Linked DNA regions of Sus scrofa: region 1 is linked to region 2. Evidence: chromatin contacts called from public Hi-C data. All regions are on one chromosome and are shown on one strand. Each heading gives the region's core, a stretch centred on a gene start, on an enhancer-like site or on the middle of the called end of the contact. The rest is flanking DNA. Distances are from core to core; before and after follow the strand shown.

The links. Hi-C and Micro-C count contacts between places; a contact is called where the count stands out from the background.
Region 1: a Hi-C map of retroperitoneal adipose tissue shows a contact between it and region 2, with 2.2 times the contacts expected there. The contact joins two enhancer-like sites. A contact is called at or near these places in 16 of 47 Hi-C or Micro-C datasets (alveolar macrophages, brain, embryonic fibroblasts and 10 more) and 1 of 2 datasets of contacts at active chromatin or transcription factors (skeletal muscle).

What each region holds. Positions count from the first base shown.
Region 1 is chr9:55,764,789-55,767,834 of Sscrofa11.1, reverse strand. No RefSeq gene overlaps it. Among named protein-coding and RNA genes, the nearest start is that of KCNJ1, 46 kb to the left of the region's middle. Within about 2 kb of position 1,259, at least 2 of the 83 cell types and tissues checked have an H3K27ac peak or open chromatin away from gene starts, as enhancers often do. A contact at or near this core is called in retroperitoneal adipose tissue, where this site is marked.
Region 2 is chr9:55,557,930-55,560,891 of Sscrofa11.1, reverse strand. No RefSeq gene overlaps it. Among named protein-coding and RNA genes, the nearest start is that of ETS1, 47 kb to the right of the region's middle. Within about 2 kb of position 1,276, at least 16 of the 83 cell types and tissues checked have an H3K27ac peak or open chromatin away from gene starts, as enhancers often do. A contact at or near this core is called in retroperitoneal adipose tissue, where this site is marked.

The sequences.
Region 1 (3,046 bases), core at 10-2,509, 210 kb before region 2:
AGAGATGTAGTATGCAGCATGGGGAATGGAGCCAATACTTTATAATAACTATAAATGGAGTGTAACCTTTAAAAACGGTGAATCACTATATTGTACACTTGTAACTTACACAGTATTGTGCATCAAGTCTACTTCAATTTTTTGAAAAGATAACTTAGAGCTGATACATTGCAGCATTTAGGGATCCAGAAAAAGATCTAGGCCTGGACTAGATCTAGGACATTTGAATTCTACCTGCTGCTGAACTAATACAGAGCAGTGCCATCTTGGACATATTCTGTTTTTCCCATCTCTAGAAGAAACTCCCTAATTCCAAGATGCTATGTATAAGAGCTTGGAATGAGGAAGAACTAGCAGACGCCTCAACAACTGGAAACCCGATTTCATGCAAGGGGATGTCTCCAGCAACAGCCATCTCTAAACTTCCAGAGGTTTGGAGAATCTTCTTAGATGCTTCTTTTGCTGTTTTCATGAGAACTTCATTTCTGTTTTTTGTTTTTTTTTTATTTTTTTATTTTCCCACTGTACAGCAAGGGGGTCAGGTTATCCTTACATGTATACATTACAATTACAGTTTTTCCCCCACCCTTTCTTCTGTTGCAACATGAGTATCTAGACATACTTCTCAATGCTATTCAGCAGGATTTCCTTGTAAATCTATTCTAAGTTGTGTCTGATAAGCCCATGTTTTGTTTTGTTTTTTGCTTTTTAGGGCCGCACTCACAGCATATGGAGCTTCCTAGGCTAGGGGTCTCATGGGAGCTACAGCTGCTGGCCTACGCCACAGCCATGGCAATGCCAGATCTGAGCTGTGTCTGCGACCTAAGCCACAGCTCACGGCAACGCCAGATCCTTAACCCACTGAGCAAGGCCAGAGATCGAACCCGCAAACCCAATGGTTCCTAGTTGGATTTGCTTCTGCTGCACCACAATGGGAACTCCTCATTTCTGTTATTTTCTTATGTGGATGAACCATGCCCTTCTCTTGGTCCTGTTTCTCCCAGGATGACCTCACTCTGCTACCCACTGCGTCAGCACATAGCCCCAAGTGTCTTTGATGCCACTGGCAATGTGCCTTCTGTTCGACCTCCCATCTTTGGTAAGATTCTACCCACATTTCTCAGAATTTTTCTCTGGCCTCTTTCACTTTCCCCCCAGAGTACCCTGAAGTTGGGTACTCAGCCACCCACATTCTTAAGAACACCAATATCACAGGGTGAAGAGGAAGGGAAGGCAGGCAATAGTGTTTGTTTCTTGTTCTGCTTCCTGGTTTTGCTCTGGCTGTGGTCAAAGGCGCCAGGGTGTGGGGCTTATCCTGGGGCTGTATGGGTGTGATCTCTGCCAGCTGAGAGGGCAGCCTGGCTTCACCGTGGGCAGAGCCCTGAATCCATGTTCCTTCCCTGGCTCTGTCCCCAAGGAGCTGTCGCTTCATCGCTGTGGGTCTCCAGGGGCTCCTAGTGACAAGAGCTGAGGGGGTGCTTCTTCTCCAGGCTCTGAATCCACACGCTTCACATTGGTAGCCAAAAATAGGCCACAGGGAAGTCTTTATGTGCTGGAAACTAGCAAACACTACAAATCAGGCCCCCTACTGCCACTCCATCTCAAGAACCAGTTTTTTTTTTTTTTTTTTTTTGGTTTGTTTGTTTGTTTTTTTAGGGCCACTACCGCGGCATGTGGAGGTTCCCAGGCTAGGGATCTAATCGGAGCTACAGCTGCCAGCCCATGCCACAGCCACAGCCAGATCCGAGCCACGTCTGCAACCTACACTACAACTCTCGGCGATGCCGGATTCTTAACCCACTGAGCGAGACCAGGGACCGAACCCACAACCTCACGGTCCCTAGTTGGATTCATTTCCGTTGCACCACAACGGGAACTCTCCTCACGAGCCAGTTGTTAAAAGTTTACCAGCACACCACTGAGGGTGCCTACCAGGCTGGGCTGTGTCCATATACACCTTTAAGTATTTGTTAAAAGGTCAGAATCCCTGGACCCCACCGCACATCTCTGAATCAGGACCTTTTGGTGTCTTAGGTGACTCCAAAGACCTGGACACTGGTTTTCTAATGAGTTGTAGAATCAACAAATTACATGCCCTTAAGCATGATTTTATCTCTAAAAACAACAACAACAACAACAAAACCAAAAACCAGCTCTGGTTAATGACTGTGGCAATCATACACTACTAAGCCATCATGTATTACTAAGAGCTTCATATATTACTAAGGGCATGTACTACTAAGAGCATCAGGTACTACCAAGCCATCCTTTTCTTGCAATTCTGGAGCCTGCTTTACTCGTGGCTGAGCCTGCGGGCATTTTCACTTTGCCGAGATAATTCTCACTCCTCGGTCTCAGGTCAGCCTGATCCTGGGATGGGAGGTCTCCTAACTAGTGGTCCTAGTGATGCTAGGGCTTGGAGGGACCACAGGAGACGCCAACAAGATGTGTACCAGTCTCCAGTCTCCCTGCCCTGCCCTCCTGTGATCTGACCTGGACAGTAAAGGTTACTGCATCTTCTTTCTACGTCCTCAGGTTATTCCCTTGTTGCTCTTTTTTTTTTTTTCCCCCCTGCTAGCTCTTCTATCTGCCTTCTGTAATGCTTGGAGTTTGGCCTTTCCTCCTTCCTACCACCCATACCTTTTTCAGACTCCAGCCCTCCCTGAGCTTTGAACAACCCCCTCTGGCTGGCAGGGCAGCCTTCCCCAAACCTCTTCAAGATATTGGCCATGGCCCCAGGCTCCAGCCTCCTTACACTGACGGAGAAGGAGGGACCCCCCCTCCCAGGGACTCCCCACCCTCCCAGGGACTCCCCCCCATTTGTCTCCATAGTTCCCTCTCACCCACCCAGCCACCGCTGGACTGAAAGGCAGTCGAGGTTTGGGATCCGGAGATGCAAGCAAAGACCTCTCTCCGCCAGGCCTGGAGGAGGTGGTGGGAACTCTCTGGTAACGCCCAGGAGCCCGCGAAGGCTTGTCTGTGCTGACCCTGGGCGGAAGGCAGGGACAGAGTTTGCGCATAGAAAGGGCGAGAAGGGATGCAGGAA
Region 2 (2,962 bases), core at 27-2,526:
AATCATCTTCTCAGTTATTGCTTTTTACCAGTTCCCTGGGTGTCTGGTAACCTCTCTGGGCCCTAACCTGTGTTGGATTCTCTCTCCTACCTGAGCATGGGACGAGGAGTTCAGCCCAACTAATTAGACTGTCCCCTGCATGCCCTGGTCTTATGCCACATCCCGGTGAATGGTGGGGAACATCAGCTCTGTGTCACAGGTGGTGGTGGTGGGGGGGGGTTGGACGACTGGTCAGCCCACGGACCACCCTCTGCCTCCCAGCCCGTTTCCTCATCACAGCCTTCCTGTAACAAAGGCTCCCGGAACCCTCAGCAAGGGCCAGACTGAAGGAAGAGCTCAGGGAGGGTCTTGGCTTTCACACCTGCAATCCTCGAGGCACCGTCTCTCTCTCCAAGGTCAACAGAAATGGCTTAAATGTCACCGAAGCCAAGGTGTTGGTTCTTGAGGATCACCAACTGCTTCTCGTCATTGATCAGGAGATGACCTGAGAGGTGAACTGACTGCTTTGACTAGTCGATTCTATGAGTTTCTTAGGTTAGCACAAAATGTGCCCTTGAAGGTGCCTGGTAGGGTGTTTCACAGACCCATTCTCCAGATGAAGAAACTGAGGCACAGAGAAGTCAAAATGGTCAGCCAAGAATGAGAACCTGATGACAGCTCTTAGGTATTGAGCATTTACCCTGTGCCAGGCCCAGAGTGAAGGTTTATGTTTTCCTTCCCAGTCCTGGAAGCAAAGTGGGGGGGGGGGGCAGGGTGTGCCAGGAAGTCTGGGGGAGATGGGAGGTATGGTTGAGTCCTGGCCCCCCCTGACCACACCACCAGGATGCCAACCTGGTTCTGCCAGTGATGGGCTGTGAAGGTTTCTAACTCTGGGCCTTCGTTTTCTCATTTGTATAAAGTGGATAATAATAGCATAGAAATCAGAGGGGTTTTGTGAGGATTAAGACATGGCTTAAGACATGCCAAACACTTGGAATGGAGCCTGTGGCATGGCCAGCAATCCAACTACTTTGCATCCATGTCATACAGAACGGGAAACAGAGTCAGAGAGGTAAAGTGACTTGTCTTTGCTGGAATTCAATCCAAGGCCTGTTTTACGCCAAAGCCCAGTCTTTTGTGACTGCGTGGGCACACACAGGGCCAGGGAAGTGGCGTCAGAATGAGGGAGAAATGGAGCGACTTGGTTTTACTGATTCTGCCATTGGGCTGAGACCCTGACCCTTCTGGGCTGGTTCCTCCAGGTTCCTTGCCTTGTCCTCGTTTGCTGCACTCCTTCCTGTTGGCCTTTAGGGGGCACCATTGAGCCGCATTCACCAAGTCCAGGCCAAGGGTCCTCCGAAGGGTTTGAAATTACACACGAGGAAGGGAAAAGGAAAACTTGAAGGCTGAAATCCCAACTGCTAAGACTTTTGTCTTGATAACAAATAAGTTCCTAAAAAACCAAAATTGCTCCCCTGTAGGAAGGAGAGGATTTTTCAGAAGTCAAGTTTATTGCAATGTGTGTTATTTCTTTGCTCTAAGTACTTTAAAAAGAACACATTAAAGCTACTTTAAAATACACACACACACAGCCTTAACTTTGTCAGGGACCGTGTCTTAGCCCAGCTCACCACTGAGAGAACAAGATAAACGTTTGCCCCTGGTGGAGGGTAACAGGGATCTAACACATTAGAGAGAATGGGAGTCCTGGAAAATAATTGGCACTGATTTTCCCTTGGCTTATTTGCCAAATCTGATGTGCCAAACTGGGGGGCTTCCCTGGAAAGCTCAAGTGTCTGGGTGCTTGGAGCCCTGGCCTTGTCCACCTGGGGCTAGGCCAGGTCCACTCTCCCTCTCCCTGACCTGACCTGGATGCCGGCCTCTGGGGTCAGCCTCTCGAGGACTGTCAAAGGCCCCACGACCACTCTTTTATTCCATAAAATGTGCACTCTGATGATGCCTCCTTCTCCCTCCGCCCAGGCATCAGCAAGTGTAGAAGAGGGCTAAAGAAAATGCTTCAAACCACGGGGCAAGCATCTTCTGACCATCTCTGGATGGAGGCACCTTCAGGTGCATTCCCCATTTCATCTCTGCCAACGATCTCTTGTGATCATCCCTGTGTCACAGGGTACAGAGGGGGTTAGGTGACTGGATGCCACTCAGTGGCCAAAGGGGTTTCCTGGAGGTTCTAGCTCCTTTGATTTAAGTCCAGGGGTCTTTCAAAGACCAGATCTGAACTGAGGATGGACTCCCTTCATTGGCTGGCTCTCTCTCCTCCCTTTTCGCAGGACCTCCCAGGACTGTGCTGATAAGATCTTTTGGCTCCGTCTCCCTCTGCCCCGCCTCCAACTCATGCCTCCTCTCATCCAACAAAGTTCCCCTTTATCCGAAGGCCCTCACTTCCAGCAGAACCATCAGGGCCAATCTGGTGGAGTCTGGGGACATTCAGAAGGTGGGTTTCCCTGGACCCCCATTCTGGTCCCAGCCTTCTTGGCTTCATGTTCACGTCCATCTCCTGCAGCTCTGGCCAGACTTCTTTCGCTCTACAAAAAGCAAACGCTTCCATATGGGATGGAGAACGTATCCCCAATGTCTTTCTTTGGGTGATTCTAGTTTACAGTTCCTTTGCTGAAAAAAATTGTGGGTTGGGAAGCGGAAGGAGAAGGGTCAGGGACCAAGACACAGAAGGCACAAGGCGCTGTCCCTCTGGGGGGAGCCTGGTCCTGAGCAGTTATGCGGGGGGCGGGGGGGGGTTGGGGTTCGGAGACCACCTCAGTGAATTGAGCCATGTTCAGATCCAGGCTGTCTACATCCTTTAGAGTGACCCTGCTCTCCACACCGGCCCGCATCAGCAGGGCTCCACCAAGAAAGGTGGAGCCGGGAGCTGAATAGGAATGAATGAAACCGCCCCCACCCCCACCCCAGCCCTTGATGGCCTCAGTGAGGTCTGGCAGCCCCTTCTGTTTTCTGCCCTGCGGTGTCG